6 separate regions of the Mus musculus genome follow, and regions 1, 2, 3, 5 and 6 are each linked to region 4. The links are chromatin contacts, called in public promoter capture Hi-C maps. All regions are on one chromosome and are shown on one strand. The core of a region is the stretch at or near the end of the contact, and the rest is flanking DNA. Distances in the headings are between cores, read along the strand shown.

Region 1 (2,753 bases), core at 137-2,636, 2.3 Mb before region 4:
AAATCTTCCAGTGAAGTGAAAAGTCCCCACTCTTTAGGGTCTGTTAAGTTTACCACACAAATAATGAATGTGTGTGTCTCAAATTATCTGGTCCAAAAGAGCCTTCTTGTTGTTGCCATTAAAGGCAGATGAGTAAAGCCTCACTCCCCGAGGGCTTTCCATCTGCTTGAAGATAATAATAAAAATCCTTATTGCTTGAAGAAAAAATAATAAAACTATCTTTTAAATGTCATTCATCCTCAGACAGTTTTAGCCATCCCTCATCTTCTCCGGAGAACCCCAAATTGCTTCCACTTAGCTTATGTTTTTATTCCGACGGACATGCCTTGTTTTCAGTTTTACTTTCATATTTCTGGCCTTTCCCATTACAACATCCTGCTCTGCCCAGAACAGGGAAAAGGTGAAGCGCAGAGCCTGGCTCAGAACTGCAAGTAAACTTTTACCTAACCCCAGGACTGGAGAGGCTGAGGCAGAGGAATGTCCTGAGTTCAAAGCCAGCCTGGACCACAGATTGAGACCCTGTTTCAAAAACAAAAACAAACAACCAAAACAACAACAACAACAACAAACCAAGAGAGCCAGGCGGCGCGGAGCCGAACTCTGATAATCCTAGCAGAAAACAAAAACAAAAAAACACAAAACACCACCACCACCGTGTTTCAACTTCAAGGTCCCCACTCTCTCTCAACAGAGGCGCAGGTGCACCAGCGACGCCCGGTGCGCATCACGAGTGTCCCGCGGACCCGCCCTCGGCCCGGGGCCTCATACCTGGTGCAGCCGGGTGGCCGTTTGGCCCAGGCGAGCGCGCAGCGTCCTCTCGCGGAACTCGCTCAGGCCCTCGCAGTCTGCCGAGTCACCCGGGGCCGGGAAGAGCACGTCGCGCACGGTGGCGCCGCCGCATCCTTCGGCCGCCAGGCCCAGGTAGTGCTCCAGCTGCCGGCACAGCTCCTGCAGCGCCGAGTCGCCAGGGTCCGCAGGCGCCGGCCACAGGAGCGGCCACAGGAGGGCCCACAGCCCGCGTCCCAGGCCCCAGCCCGCGCCGCTCGCCGCGTCCAGCTCGGGCGGCAGCGGCGGGAAGCAGGGCTCCAGGGCCGGCCACAGCGCCGCCAGCTGCCGGTGCGCGCCGCGGAACCCGGCGGGCGACAGCACCCCGGCCCAGCTACATCCCCCGTCGCCGGCCTCCCGCCGCTCGCGCCGCCGCCGCTGCGCCGTGCGGTCGTGACAGGTGACGGCGAACTGGCCCTTCGCGGCGTTCCAGGCCACCAGGAAACGCAGCTGATGGCGCTCGGGCTCCGGGAAGAGGTCCTCACGCAGCGGAACCCAGCCATCCAGGCTGTCGGGCTGCTCGCTGTCCATGGCAGCCGCACACCCTTAGACTGCGACAGGCCACGACATTTTCCGGGAGCCGCTACTGTCAGTCAGAGGCGCAGAAGCTCCCGCCCCCTCATTCTGATAGGCTGTGTGAGGGAGGCTGTCTGGAGTTGGTTAAGTGAAAGCCAATGGAAAGTCTTTTCGGGGAGGCGGGACAAAGTCTCCCTTTTACAACACCGGCGAACCTTGAACTCTCTAAGTGAACCAGGCTAGCCTTGAACTCGTAAGAGACCACCCTGCTTCTGTCTCCTGAGTGCTGACATTAAAGGCATACAGCCGCTATGTTCGGCAAAGATTTTATTTTTAAGCCCATGTATACATGGGCAGGACGACATCACACCTTAGTACAGATGCCAGAAGAGGGCGTCATGTCCCCTAGAACTGAATACTCTATGGGGCTGTTAACAGCTTAATGCACTCTCTAAAAATAGTAATTCTTAGCTGCTGAGCCATCTCTCAAGCCCCTATCTTAGTTCTCAACATTACAATGAGAATTTCCCTCAACAGGATCCTATTAAGTATGTGGCTCCTGAAACAAACATACTGGCAAGATCAAACTTCTATTTGAACTCAATATTTACTTACTGAGGGCTCTGGGGTGTCAAAAACTAGATCGCAGACACATTTATTTTTGTCAATATAGTAAACTTACTGAGTATCTGCTGTGTTGTTGGTATATTGAGATGGGGGAGAGGGGGAGTGCCTAAATATTTCTGCTTTCCAAGCCAGTCTATGCCAAGCATCATCCTGACAGCAAGGATTTGAGACCTAGAGAGGGAATTTGTCTACAATATATGTGCACCAAGGCTAAGCAGGATGGCCTCACTACTGAAAGCATGCCGCCGGGGTATTATAACAAGCCAATAGAAAGTGCTGCTGCATTTCCTCACATGAGCCCTAAAGATGCCAGTTCTAAACCTGCAGCCACCTTAGATTCCGAGAACAACAGACAGCCATAAAAACCTTTATGATCTAAGGCAAGGTGAACCTTGAAGAAGAGGTCACACCTGTCCTCAGAAGAAGTGATTATCTATGCTAAAAAGCTGTGCCCTCCAGAGCAAGTAACTATTCCTGGAGATGACAAGACCTGTTGGGAAGGACCTTGAGATGAGGGGCAGCTAAACCACACCTTGGTAAAGAATGCCTGCATATGCATATCTCCTTTTTAAATGCACTTTATTCCTAGGAGAGGATCTTTGTCCATTCTGGCTCCATTGGAGCCTTTCGGCTCAGATGCCAAGCTTTGTCCTTCCTTCAGATTAAAACTGAAATCTTTGTCCTCCTTGTATTTGATCTGTTGGCCTTCACCATCCTAGGCCTTCAGTTTGCTAACCACAGAAGCCTCCATAATCTTATGAGCTAATTCTTCAAAATCAATCTCT
Region 2 (2,700 bases), core at 45-2,544, 2.5 Mb before region 4:
CAAAGAACTACAGGCAACCAAGGAATGCGGAGAGCAAGAGAAATAGTCTTCTCAAGGGAAGAGCACACCAACTGGTTCTCTAATGCCATATTTGATTAGCCCCGAAAACACACGCATAAGTAACAATATATGAACTGAGCAGGTTGTATATATCTACATATTACTAAAGAGACTATGAATTTGAAAGAGCTGAGGGGATAAAGGGAGGGTCTAAAGGGAGGAAAGGGAAAAATGTTATTATGATGTAAAAATATACAATACATATGTATAATAATCACATAAAGCACAATTACATAATATATAAAATATAATTATATAATAAACATATAAAAGAAATAATAGAATAAATAATATTAAGAAAATACGGCTGGGGGGAAGGGGGTCTTGGAAGAAACCTCAAAAGATGAGGGAAGTGTCAGAGAGATAGCTCAGTGGTCGAGAGCGCTCACTACCCTTCCGATGGACCACAGATCAGATCGCAGCACCCACGCTGCTCTCAGCTGCCTGTAATATAGCTCCAGGGGAACAGACGCCCTCTTCCGGCCTCTGCGGGCGCCAGCACACGCAACCCGCAGACAGACAGACACACAACCCGCAGACAGACAATTCTTCCCCACCCCGCAAAGGCGTGCGTGGGCAGAGGAGCTGTGCACACACACGTCTCGATCTGAGTGGGCAGGATTAGAGACCCAAGGATCTCAGTCCTAGCAGCCTACGAGGAAACTCGAGCTTCCACGGAGGAACTCGGAGAGGCGACGACCCTCGTCGCCTCGGTCGTCACCAGCTACAAGCTAGGTCAGGCACGGGCAACCAGGGGCCGCGCGCTCTCTGTCGCTGCGGCCGACAGCCTTCCTGGCACTTGGATCCCACCAACCTCCTCACCACATAGAGAACCGCACAGAGCTTTGCCTGCGGTCGGCCGACCCTGGCTCGGCTGCTCTCCAGAGCGGAGCCCCGAGCACGGAGCAGGATGACTGACTAACCACTGCGCATCCCAGCCCGCCAGCCGACGCGCGGCTGACGACGGCCGGGACAAAGCGGCTCCTTCCAGAACTGCCGTCAGGAGCCGAGCTGCGGAGAAAGAGGCTCCGAGGGGCAGCGACCTCCGGCCTCTCGCACTTTCCGGCCCCAGGCCCCCATCACCTCCGCCGCCCCGGGTGGGAGATTCATCCGCCATGTGCGGTACTCACCCTTCATGGGACGCACTGGAGACCTCGGGCGTCCACACCGCCGCACCCCACCCGGCTCTCCAAGGTAAACAAACGCTCAGGAATCCCTCAACCACCCGACTTCCGCTTCCGGAGCGTGTAAGGCGGAGTCTCGTGCCAAGTCTCTCGAGATCTAGAAATCCTCGCTTCCCCCTCCCCCCCCGCCACGCCCCTCACATTCGAACCTTGGCGCGGCCCTAGGGAAGCTCCGCAGGGTCGAGCAAAGTGGCGATGGTGGGCAGTGCGGTCATTCGCAGCCAGTGCCTGGTGACCGTCGGGGAGAGGATATCGTCATGTATAAAATCCCTCGAACTGGCAGTGCCTGGTGCACTGGTACGGGAAGTCTGAGAGTAGGACTAGGAGGGAAGGCTGCTTGTCAATGGAGACCCCAAAGCCGGAGCCCGGGCGGCGGGGCGGAGGAGCAGACGAGACTGCTCTGCTTGGGCGATGCCCACCCGGTTCTTAGCCGGCCTGGGCAGTAAGGCTCCTGCGCACCGTTGTCTATGTGTGTTTGCAGAGACGAACCCACGCCTCCACTGCCCGTATTCCGCTCGCTCCCGAAGTCTCCGCTCTTCTCGGTTGTTTGCAAGTGTGGCAATGCCAGCTGTTGACTAGCCACTTTTCTCAGATTGCTCCCCGGACCTTGCCCTCCTCTTGGGAATACGATCAGCCTGGAAAGTTTAGTGTCAAAATGGGATACCTTAGGGCTGGAGAGGATAAGAACACTTACTGCTCTTCTTGGAGCCCTGAGTTCAATCCCCAGCAACCACATGGTGGCTCACAGCCATCTGTAATGGGATCTGATGCCCTCTTCTGGTGTGTCTGGAAACAACTATAGTGTACTCATAAATAAAATAAAGCTAAAAAAAGAATACCTTTTCTTTCCACGCCCTGGTCAGATGTCTCGTTCTGTTATTTGGTCCTTGTGACTCTGGTTTTCATCCATTCCCATCCCCACTGACTCCTCATCCAAGTTCTCTCTACACTCCCTGAACAGAGCACCGATGCCCTTCTTCCTAAGTCACTGCCCCTCACCAGCATATCACCAGACAACTGCCGTAGTTATAGTCATATTCAAGCACAACTGGGATGCAAGATATTCAATAACTCCTTGCTGCCAAGGCCAACAATCTTAATTTGGATTCAAAATTCTATTTTCTGATATTTCTCTTTCATTCCCTCACAGTAAAGCAGACCAAATGCAGTAGTTCACGAATACTCATTATGTTTTTATAGCTTGCCAGTGTTCCCTTATGCTTAGAATATTGCCACTCCCCTACACACACACACCCCACCACCTCACCACCACCACGACCTCCAGATGTTGACATTGATATTACATCCATTCTCTAAGACTTTACAGGGAATGAGTTTTACTTCTGCTGGGTTCCACAGTACCTTCAGAACTTTATGTGTTAATACCATTTTCTACCTGTTTATACACACCTTTAATTTGTACATCACACTAGTATATAACACCGTACATAACTCA
Region 3 (2,700 bases), core at 174-2,673, 2.3 Mb before region 4:
TGAATTTCCCATAAAGAGGCTAGGGTAAAGTTCTACAGGTTGCCAGCACAAAGCCATAGTGAGCGCACAAATAAGTATTCCGCTACAAGCTTTCTAGGGGGAGCTCAGATCTTGCTTAAGACCCCCAGGGTTTTCTATGCAATAACAGGCAATAGGTAAGGAAGATTCCCATGTTTGCCTTCTGTTGCTACACAGTACACCGGGAACGGCAGACACGGCAAACTCATCTCCATCGAGAGCAGCACTTCTCAACCTTCCCAATGCTGTGACTTTAATACCCTCATGTTGTGGTGACCCCAACATACAATTATTTTTGTTGCTACTTCATAACTGTAATTTTGCTACTGTTTTGAATTGTAATGTAATGTCTGTATTTCCAGTGGTCTTAGGTGACCCCTTAGGTGAAAGGGTCATTTGATCCCAAAGGGGTTGTGACCCACGGTTGTGACCCACTGATCTACAGGGTCAAACATGTTGATGGCTGACGAATGACTTTCCTTTGGTGGACTCACACCTTATCTAAGCTTTATATATATGTATGTTCGTGTCTTTGTGAGTGAATGACATATGTGTGTGGTGCTCAAGGAGGCCAGAATAGTGTGTTGGACTCCTTGGGTCCTGAGGTACAAGTGATTTGATATAGGTGCTGGGAACCAAACTCAGAGCCTCTGGAAGTGCCACAAATGCTCTTAACTACTAAGCCATCAGGCTAGTATCTAAGTGCACCTCACTACTGTCTTCACTCCTTCAATTTTCCAACCTCCTACCCATCCACGCACACCATCAGAAAGCAATATAAAAACTCCTTTGTACAAGAATTCTATGGGATTTTAGAATCTGTCCTCAACAAACCATGCAACTTTCCACCGCCTCCTTGCTGCCCTTTTCTAACATTAAATGCCTTTGCTGACACATTCAAGAAACTTAAAAATCACCCACTGCGTGTGCATGTGCTCACGGGCGCTAAAATTACTGCAACAGGTGATTCCTCCCTCAGGCAAGAGTCATCGATTCGGAATGCCTGGATTTACAGAGCCAATATTCAACAGCTCTGTGCATGTGAATATGTGTTTGTATGTGTGCATGTATGTACGTACGTATGTGTGTGTGCTTAATTTAACTTCAGTCTGTGTGACCGCGTATTTCTCCTTCCATATCTACCCACCATTCCGTGGGCTAGCAACCCTCTTTGAAAAAGATGGAGAAAAAACAAACACAGAGAAGGAAGATCGATAGCCGGGCAGCTTACCCATCTCTTCTCCCATTCCTGGGACGCCTGCCACGTCAGCCACTTACCTGGACACCATAGTCACCCGCCGCACAAGGTGGCCAAATACTGGGTCAACTTGGCGAGACAAAAGCCGCTAGCATCAGGTGTCAGGCTCTCGGTCATAATTTCTCCCTCCTTCCGGTGGAAAATGAGTCCACTTCCGGCTTCTTAGCCGTAGGGAGGAAGTTCCACGTCAGGCACCGCGCGGCGCGGCTGGGCTTGGCTCTTCCCAGTGCGCATGCTCAGAGCGAGTCCTCTGCTGCTTAGCGTCTAGCTGCGTGGCGTCTGGATCGTGGGAGACTCGGGGGCCGGCTTGTAGCTCCTGGGTGGGTGTGGAGAGCTGCCGCATTGTTTTGAGTATGCTATTCTCTGCTCCCCTGGCAGGCGGCATCCTGGGGACTGAAGTACGCCGTCCCGCCCCTGCGACACTCCTCTGCGTTCTTGTGCTACCCAGCCCTGGCTGTTAAGCTTCTCAGTGTTCTTCATTCTTGCCACCCTGCTTATAGAGAGCAAAGCGTGCACTGCACCTCAGTAACCTTTACTCAGTCGCTCTCTTGACTCCCCCTGGTTGCAAGCCCATGCATATTCATCCAGGAAAGGACCAAGAGCTTCCTAGCCTTGATCATGGGTCTAGGAAGATAAGTAAAATCACTTTTGGATAAATTTCCTGAGGATAGACCTCAAATGTTGAGAGACTAAAACAAAAGACATTTGACATTTGCGCCTTGGTAGAGGTAGGCTTCCTCTGTCATTTTGAATATGATATCTTTGCCTTACTTAGTTTCTGGTGATCGCTAAAAATCCTGTGTGTGCTTTGACTTGAGGCAGCATGGCCCTACTCTGTTGTCAAACTTTGTTCTCCTTATTTCTGCTTATTGCTGTGTTTTACAAGGACATCCATCCTGTTGGATTAAAAAGCCCAGCTTATTCCAGTTCACATTGTGAGGCTGCAGAAAAGACTTAAGATTTCAGGGGCGGCAATTACTGAGCACCCTAGTAAGCTGCCAGAGTTCTCCAGGAATGTGCAAACCAAATGCTAAAGTAAACTAAAAGTAAGCAGGTTTAGAACAATGAGTTCAGAGTTCATTTGGATGCTGCGAGTTTGAGGTCAGAATTTGAAGCAAAAAGAACAAAATAAGAAACATAGGTGTAATGAAAGGACCTTACATGCAGTCCAAACATACAAGGCTTTTGGATTTAATATACAAAATCAGGAGCAAAAATGTTACCTTGTTTATCAGCTTGAGCCAAATCTACTTCATTTCTCTTACTCATTTAAGATGTAACTTTTCTGGGCATGGTAGCACACTACTTTAATACCAGCCTTCAGGGTTCAACACCAGACTGGTCTACGTGGAGAGTTCCAAGCCAGCCAGAGCTATACAGTGAGAAGCAGAAAGGAGAAGGAGGAGGAAGGAAGGAAGGACGGA
Region 4 (2,703 bases), core at 189-2,688:
GGCCTTAGGTTTCTTCATCCGTACAATAAGGGGGAAGAGTTAGATGAGCATCAGCCTTTTGGCTTCTAAATATCATGCTGACCGCCAGCAGCGTGGACTGAGCTGCTTTTGGCTGCCTACCCGGACAAAGCTTCATTTATCTTCACCTGGGTAAAGCGGGTTATAATTATTTCTTCTGCTTCCCGACCTTCAGAGGATTATGTCCTTCCTAGTCAAGCAAATGAGGGGAGGCAGTGAGGAGGGGAAATGCATTCTGCTTAGTGTGACTGTAACCCAATGGTCCTTGAAAAGCTCTGGGCACAGATCATGTTGACTCTGCCAATCCTGCAATCTCTCCCAAGCCTGTTCTTGGAACCTGCCTCTGGGCCAGGTAAAACTTGACCAGCTGGAGGTGAGGGCACCACAAAAGAGGAACCAGAAAGTGGAACCCCCAACTGCGCACTTAAGGTGAACCACTTGATTAACTCAGCATTCAATATAATCTATTCCATTTGTACGCAGGCATGCACACATGCATTTGAGAGCTAAGACCTCAAAAAAGATCATTATGGGTGTATTCAACATCCCCTTGGAATCTAGCCAACTCCGGTAAGTCCCATCCTCGATACAGTCAATAAATGTTGTTCAGAGTGCATGGGTGGATGGAGAAGGGCCTCACAGATGGCTCATACAATTCTCCCCTTCCTAAGCATCCCAGACAGGTGGCTATCATCTGGCCTCTGGCTAGGCACTTCCAAGGTCGATGCTCTGGCTGCTCGGCCTGGCAGGCAGCCCGGGGCGCTGCTGGACAGATCTTGTGGGGAAAGCCCACGAAGCACCTAGAACAGTTGCCCCACAAGCTCAATAAAGTGCGCCTCCAAGTAGGTCAAAAATTGCTTCCCTACAACTTGAACCCATCGGTCGTAGGTGAGCCCCGGGATCCCAAAATGCATCGGCCCATCGAAAGGGCTTGTAGTCAGGCCCTTTCAGGTTTCCAGCATCCTGCACTCTCTACCCTGAGTCTGGCCGGCCAGATACCTCCCCCAGGACCAAGACTTCAGCATTGATCAGAGCGAGGGATGGCAGCCAGGAGGCCTCCGTCGGCCTTGTCCCCAACCTCGGTTCCTCGAGCAGGAGAGGACAAAGGACCTTTAGGAAGGCGTATCCCACCAATGGGTTGGGCTGCCCCGTCATCAGACAAGCTGGCCCTCTAGATCCCCGCAGTGCCAGGTGACAGTCCCCCAAACAGTCCCCACGGATCCGGAGCACTCAAGCTGCGGCGCGATGGGCCGAGCCACGCTGGGGACCGGGTAACTCGGGGTTCTGGCCCGACGCATCCAAGGCGCGATCCCTGTTTGGTGGAACTCGCCCAGCCGAGGTCTTACCTTCTCTCATTGACTCCAGCAGTCCAACCCGCCCGGAGTCCGGTTCCCGCAGCTCCGCAGCTGCCGGCTGCGCTCATAGAAATACAGCCGGAACCCCTGGCCAGCGCAGCTCCCGCCGCTACCGGCCCCGCCCAGGCAACTGCCGCCACGCCCCTGACGACCGCCTCTGCTACGCCCCCAAGCAAGGCTCTCCCAGTGTCCATTGGATCACCCAGCCGCCACTCTATTTGTTCATCGCGCTTGTTGCGTCTATATGGTGGCCCATTGGTCAGTAGGACTGCTCCTCAAGGTGGAGGCGGAGATTCTTAGCGGGCAATTCTCCTATAATTGGTTACTTTTGATGTCTTTAGCCAGTGGGCCTAGATGCTATTGGGTAAGGTCCTCCCCGAGGGGCGGGATAAGGGGAGCCGGCTAAAGGATGGGTTATGTTTGATGGTTGATGATACGGAGTAGAGGAGAGGGCCTATTGTGATGGCTTTCTGAGTTCTGGGGCAGAAAGGTCCGGAGTCTTATAGAGATGAACTGGGGAAAGAGATAGCCCAGCCGTGGGGTTCTCAGCACTGGTGTGCCCAGGAAGATGAACCTGTAGCTCAGGACGTAGGTGTTTGAAGTGTGGAGTCCTAACTTAGTAGAGCAGAGGTGGTGAGTCACTAAACCAGAAAGCAAGAGGTGGAGGCGACAAAGAGGTGGAGGCAGCAGCCTTTGACCTCTTTCAGCTAGGGAAGTGGGTGGGAACATGCAGGACTTTATGGACCTGTTACAGTCCCTATGATCTTTCAGCTTTTAACCAGCCCTTGTGGTTGGAGGCCACTTGGAAGAAGTGACCTTTGAAGTCAGACTGCAGTCTTGGCCGTGCCTTTTAGCCTTTTAGAGTTCTCACTGACTATATTTGGTAAGTGCTGGTTGCTGATAGAAGATCAGTACAGTGCGTGGTGTTCCACGGGCGTTTATCAAGACTAGCTATTCATCACTCACCCTCTCCATCCATGCACCTAGACTGGGTTCTACCATTCTGTGAACCTGAGGCTCTGTTCGCAACGGCACGTGCCTGATGGAGAGAATACTGACAACCCGAAAGGGAGCTCCAGTGAGGCAGCCACCGACACACTGCCAAGGCACGCAGTGTGGCTCCAAGAGAAGAGGCAGGAGACAGAAGGAACACATAGCCAGAGGAAGGAATTTAGATTTGAAGCAATGTTAAATTTTCTCTTAATACATTTCCGGACCCCGACAAGGAAAGCATGAGCCAACTCAAGGAGGAGGAGCCAGCACCGGTCTCCTGTTTGTTATTCCAGCAGGAAGCTGAGGCAGGAGGATTGCTTTACTTTGAAGCTACATA
Region 5 (2,700 bases), core at 92-2,591, 2.6 Mb before region 4:
CTGGCACGGGCTGCAGGGTATAGATTGATGCAATTTCCTTAGCACCAACTGCTATGAAAAGCACAGCCAGTTACTTCCTCCTCCAGCAGCCCACAATCAACTTCAGCAGGGCCACCGCTGGCGCCTTTCCACTGACCACCCAGGCCTTCGGCTGCCCATGGGGGCTCGTCAGTCAGTGATCCCTTTAGAGAAGTGAAAGCCAAGACTGGGACCCAGAGCCCTTACAGAATTCGTCGGTTCCTTAGCATTAAACTGATCACTGAACCTTTGCTCCTGGCCAGCATCGAACCTCTATCCCTTTCACAGCGCCCTTGCACAAAGTTCCCACAAGATCCTTGAGGTGCAAAGACAGACCAGAACACTAAAGCCAGGTCACCCTGTTAGTAGCAAAGGCTCAGAAAACCATGGTTATTTCTGTTAGCCGCTCACAACAGTTTCTAAAATTATAAAATGGTAAGTATGTGAAAGTCCATACAAGGAAAGCGTTCCTTTCAAATAAGGCGGTTCGTGCCTTCCGTGTTGCTCTGCACCCCTCTAGTGTCTGAGAGCCTCGGAGGCAGGGGCATTTCGGTATTGACCTTGGTAATATCAGCTACCCACCCAGTACTGGCAAAGAGCAGGCGCCCAGCTCTCAGACCTTGAACTGCCCTAGCCCAGTTTGAGGACCTAGGGCCGGGTGACCCTGGTGCCTCCCTCATGCTGCGGGCGTGGCGTTTCTGGAAGCTACCCAGTCCCAAAGCCGCGGTCCCAAACCCGCGGAAAAGTTGCGGGCTCTTGTCTACCCCGCGCGCGCTCACTCACTCGTGCTGGGCCGCCAGGTGGTTGAAGATGTAGGTGACCGGGATGGCTGAGAGGGACAGCACAAAAACCCCCGTGGCCGCAGAGGCACTCATTGCCACCTCCGGGTCGCTCTTCTTTCACCGCATCGCGCCGGGGGTCCCCTGGCTCAGCTTCCGGCGGCGCCGCGCCCCTCGCCGCTGCCCTTCCAGGCGGCCCCCGGCCGCGTCTCCTCTGCGCGTCCCCGTCGCCCGTAGCTGCCCGGCGCGCACAGAGAGAGGCACCACCCGGGTGCTCTAGGGCCGCTGTACGATCCCCAGAGGCGTCCCCACCAGGCTCCTGCTAACGAACGCAAGGGCTCAGCAGCCACCGCGAGGAGACAAGCGCCCCAGGACGCTTGCTTTAATGGGAAAAGGAAGGGCCCGGCGAAGGACGCGGGTCACAGATGGGAGCTGGGCATCCTCGAGCTGGAACGGAGCTGGGCTGAGCCAAGGGCCAGCAGAGGGTGGAGCCAGATCTGAGGGTGTCAGAGCCCGCAGGCCCGCGAGATCGGCTCAGAGACCTGTGGGGACAGATGCTCCTGGAACAACACTGTGCCGCCCTCCCACCCCACCCCCCGCGCGCACCCCTTCCCTACACACAGCTGCCATCAACGTCCGCAACCAATGTTCCAGTGCCAAGTGGAAATATTTGTTTTCCACCTTGGTTGCTCACTCACCGCCCCTTGACCTTGATCAAGTTACTGAAACATTCTGTATCATTTCTCTGTGAAATGGGAATAACCTGCTCCCTCGTATGATTGTGGAAATCGACCGAGTTAACAAGCGTGGAGTGCTTGCCCTGCACTGCTCAGCACACTGGTCTGTCTCCTGCTCCCTTTCTTTTTTTGTAGCAGAACTGACCCTCAGAGGAATGCCCTGATGTAAGACACTGAGGCAGCGTTCATTCCTTGCCTGGAGTGTTTTTGGAGGCCAGGTTACCACCGGCTAGCCTGGCAGGTCCTGAAGATTAGGGCTCTTCGTGGAATATTCCCAGACGTCTGGGTGTAGAGCATGAGAGTGCCGCCCAAAGAGCTGCTTGAGCAGGGTGTGCTCAGGAAGCCCCCTGGGCCTGAGTCCTGTTGGTATGGCCCCAGGGAAGGGAAAAGAAGTGGGCTCCGGAGCAACAGTGGGGGCAGCAGAGTGCGCGCCTTCCTGTCTTTAGGTCAGAGGCTTACAGGTCATTTGGCTCATTTTCAATGTGAGGAAAATGAACCTGCACCAGGACAGTCGGTTGTTCCAAAGCCAGCTCTCCTACTATCTGCCCTCCCTTTTCTTGAAAACTCAGCCAACAATGGGCACAAAAGGGTAAAGACTGTCCAAACGGCAGCATCTCGCAAAGCTTCTCCCAGAAGTCTCAGTGGGAACCTGGACATCGCTCACGATCTTCCATGATCGCTCCTTGCCTTTACCACCTCCTTCATTCCCCAAAGCGCCTTCTCTCCTCCAGGCCATCTCCTAGGCCAGTTTCCCAGCCAGTCCAACCTCCTCCACATCCCACACCGAGCTGCTTTAGCCGTCTGCGTGTATCCTGAGTCTCTCGGGCTGCTCTGAATCTTTCTTGTCTACCTAGACACTTGCTGCATATCATTTCTATTCCTTCTCATCCATGCTTGGGCTTTTTTAAAATTCAGAATCATATTTATGGAAATAACTTAATAGAGGCTGGGGGTGTAGTTGATCGTGCTTGCTTTGTGTGCACAAATCTTAAGGCTCTGTCCTCGTGCACTTCATGAACTGACTTTGATGGGGGCTCATCTGAAATCCCAGCACTAAGAGATGGAGGCAGAGGGAGTCCCTGGTTCAAGGTCATCCTTAGCTACCCAGCAAGTCTGAGGCCGACCTGGGATATATGAGATTCTGTCTCAACTAACAAAAAGGTACC
Region 6 (2,700 bases), core at 59-2,558, 2.5 Mb before region 4:
AGGCGGGGTCCTGTCCTTTCTAGCTGGTGATGAGGTACTCTAGAGGTACCTGTGGAGAAGGCTGACGGTTCCTTAGAGGACATTGCTTCCCCCTCCTTTGCCCATCCAGGCACCATCAGAAATACACCAATCCGTGTTCCTCCCCTGATAAAAACTGTCAAGTCTCTAGAGCAGTGGTTCTCAACCTTCCTAATGCTGCAACCTTTTAATACAGTTCCTCATGCTGTGATGACTCCCAACGGTAACATTACTTTTGTTGCTACTTCCTAACTAATTTGGCTACTGTTATGAATCGTAATGTAAATATTTTTAGGGCATCATGATTTCACCTCAAAATTCATCAAATTACTACAGTATAGTTTTGGCTCCACTTTGTGCCTCTATTTGTAATGTATTTCAAAAAAGGTGTGGTGTGGTTTAACACCTGAATCACCTGAGTCTTAGGCTTTAGCCACTTTCTCACAACACACCACTTAACGTGTCATGTGGAAAGGGTGTCTCTGGGAGAGTAAAATGAGACATCCCATTCTGATCCCAACCTTTAGTGGCTGTTTTCAGCACTCACATTCCAGTCTCACCTGTTTGTGAATCTGAATGCTGTCGCCCTTTGACATTTGTCACAGTCTCTGTCCTCCTCCTTAACTCCCCTCTCACTGGCACAGGTCACTGATAATTTGGTTATGTATTCAGGTAGCTCCTTAACTATTCCACTTGGATGTCTCCAATCATTTCAAACTTAATGTACCCTGAAAACTCCCCCTCGGACTGCCACAACTGCTAGCCGTAGACTCGGGCATCTTCAGTTAATCTTTTCCCCATCTCAGATTATTCAGGTCCCAAAGATCCTCAAAATGGTAACAAGCCATCTCCCATTTAGGTAGCAGATCTTCCTACCTCTGGGCATATACCATCTATACATTCTAACCTTATTGGACAAGGCCAGTCCCTAACTTTAGCACTTGCATTGATTTGCCTCTGCTTCAGTTTCACGAACGGTTGTATTCAACTCCACAGTGGATCTCCTCTCCTTGCGCACTGCCCTGTGCGAATTGCCATGGTGCCGCGTTGGGCAGGCGAGCACCGAGGCTGGCTGCTCTTGCCAACCCTAAGGATAGGTGACAATTTTCCCTCTGCTGGCAAAGATGGCTCACCAATGGATCACACCCTGAGGCTGGCAGGTTGCAAAGGAAGGAAAACAGTGCCATCTCGGGGCGAGGTGGCACTCTTAGGTGCCGGCCGACGCGCCTGCCGCTTCCGCCCATGACTTGCGCAGGCGCACAGAACTCTTCCGCCACGCTGGCGCCTGCGTGGTTGGGATGCTGCTGCTTGCTGTAGGTCGGTGTGCTTGGCCTCTGTTAGACTCCTGTGTGGTTCCACAATGCCTAAGAAAGCCGGTGCGACAAGCAAGGCCAGTGGCAAGCCTCGTGTTGTGGAGAGGGTGGGCCACGGGGCTACACTGGCGGGGAACAGACGCAGCGCCTGGAGGGCGGAAGACCTCCCTTCGGGTCCAGGTCTGAGACTTCCTGGGTCGCACATTAGCTCGCCCTAAGGATGAGTAGGCTCCACTGCGCACCCGCTGACCACCGTCTTTGCTCTCTCACTCTGAGGGTTACACTTCCCGGCAGGCTGTGCGTTCTGCCTCCCTATGGTGGCTGATCGCTTCCTTCTGTCAATGAGACTGCACTCCCTCCCCTAATATCCCTTTGTTTTCTGTCGCTGTGATCCCAGCCCCTTGAAGTCAGGGAGTTTGAATCCTTATTCCTCTTCATACCCGCTGTCCGCATACTGCCCTGGAAGTTGTTTTCTGTTAAGTTGTTAGATGGCATTTAAATACCAGTCGTCGTTCTTTCTGCAATGGACTCCTCACCCACTCTTGAGCGTTAGGATGCATTGGCTATAAAGATGACTAATAAATGCCCCTTCTCTTGAGAAATAGAAACGATAAAGTAGACTGTGGGAACAAGTCCTAAGCTAGCCAAGAGATCTTAAGTAGAACACATACCTACACAGAGACAGCCCCACCCCACCCCCCTCTCTGTCTCTGTATGTTGGATCATGAAGGGATGTGGGAGGAGCACGGTGGTGGCTAGTTTCTGCATGTAGGCCCAGTTTAGTGAAGGTGAGGGTAGTGATGGCTCAAAATAACTGAAGTATTTTGTTACCTGTGAAATTGTGTGTCATTTTAGGGTAAAAACCAAACCAAAGAACCAGAGACAGCACCTCCTGCTGCAGGGCCTGTAGCAACTGACCCTAAAGGTTTTGTCACCATAGCCATTCATGCCAAACCTGGCTCCAGACAGAACGCTGTGACAGGTACGTCTGAGCACTGGGTGGGATTTGGATGTGGATAAAGCAGCGTTTTCATCTTATTTTTGCCTTGTTATCTAAAAGCTTATCCTGTAACTGTAAATGGTATTTTTTATGTCTGCGTTTAGAAGCTTCTCCATCTAAACATTCTATAGTCTCATATAGAGGTATTTGAAAGAAAATGTACAATATTTAATACCAAATCAGATGGAATCTGTGTATCTTTTCCTTTTTAAAAATGTGGTATTTTGTAGATGGGCCTGGTCATATATGCCAATAATTCACAAGTACTTAGTTAGGAACTGAGGCAGGAGGTCAGCTAGACTACAACAAGACCCTGTCTCTAAACAATAAAATGTTTAGGAAGGACACATTAGGAAATCTATGTATAGC

What was found. Promoter capture Hi-C pulls out the DNA fragments that hold promoters and counts their contacts. Capture Hi-C pulls out chosen DNA fragments and counts their contacts.
Region 1: a contact with region 4 is called in a promoter capture Hi-C map of pre-B cells, with 6 times the contacts expected there. The contact joins the promoter of Whamm here to the promoter of Abhd2 in region 4. A contact is called at or near these places in 3 of 39 promoter capture datasets (liver, neutrophils and pre-B cells).
Region 2: a promoter capture Hi-C map of liver shows a contact between it and region 4, with 5 times the contacts expected there. The contact joins the promoter of Ramac here to the promoter of Abhd2 in region 4. A contact is called at or near these places in 2 of 39 promoter capture datasets (liver and pre-B cells) and 1 of 9 other capture datasets (liver).
Region 3: a contact with region 4 is called in a promoter capture Hi-C map of liver, with 7 times the contacts expected there. The contact joins the promoter of 2900076A07Rik here to the promoter of Abhd2 in region 4. A contact is called at or near these places in 4 of 39 promoter capture datasets (liver, neutrophils and pre-B cells).
Region 5: a contact with region 4 is called in a promoter capture Hi-C map of liver, with 4 times the contacts expected there. The contact joins the promoter of Tm6sf1 here to the promoter of Abhd2 in region 4. A contact is called at or near these places in 3 of 39 promoter capture datasets (liver, neutrophils and pre-B cells) and 2 of 9 other capture datasets (adipose tissue and liver).
Region 6: a contact with region 4 is called in a promoter capture Hi-C map of adipose tissue, with 3 times the contacts expected there. The contact joins the promoter of 3110040N11Rik here to the promoter of Abhd2 in region 4. A contact is called at or near these places in 1 of 39 promoter capture datasets (liver) and 2 of 9 other capture datasets (adipose tissue and liver).

What each region holds. Positions count from the first base shown.
Region 1 is chr7:81,569,925-81,572,677 of GRCm38.p6, reverse strand. Whamm (WAS protein homolog associated with actin, golgi membranes and microtubules) reads right to left here and starts at 1,386. Exons shown (of 10, transcript NM_001004185.3): 1 at 769-1,386. The coding sequence starts at 1,356.
Region 2 is chr7:81,761,547-81,764,246 of GRCm38.p6, reverse strand. It overlaps Ramac (RNA guanine-7 methyltransferase activating subunit), which reads right to left and starts at 1,294. Exons shown (of 3, transcript NM_025997.2): 1 at 1,191-1,294.
Region 3 is chr7:81,522,273-81,524,972 of GRCm38.p6, reverse strand. 2900076A07Rik (RIKEN cDNA 2900076A07 gene) reads right to left here and starts at 1,423. Exons shown (of 4, transcript NR_160675.1): 1 at 1,297-1,423.
Region 4 is chr7:79,272,001-79,274,703 of GRCm38.p6, reverse strand. Abhd2 (abhydrolase domain containing 2) reads right to left here and starts at 1,438. Exons shown (of 11, transcript NM_018811.6): 1 at 1,365-1,438. Gm31510 (predicted gene, 31510) reads left to right here and starts at 1,675. Exons shown (of 2, transcript NR_169073.1): 1 at 1,675-1,737.
Region 5 is chr7:81,857,642-81,860,341 of GRCm38.p6, reverse strand. It overlaps Tm6sf1 (transmembrane 6 superfamily member 1), which reads right to left and starts at 1,341. Exons shown (of 10, transcript NM_145375.4): 1 at 802-1,341. The coding sequence starts at 893.
Region 6 is chr7:81,788,063-81,790,762 of GRCm38.p6, reverse strand. 3110040N11Rik (RIKEN cDNA 3110040N11 gene) reads left to right here and starts at 1,308. Exons shown (of 5, transcript NM_026077.4): 1 at 1,308-1,408; 2 at 2,187-2,313. The coding sequence starts at 1,379.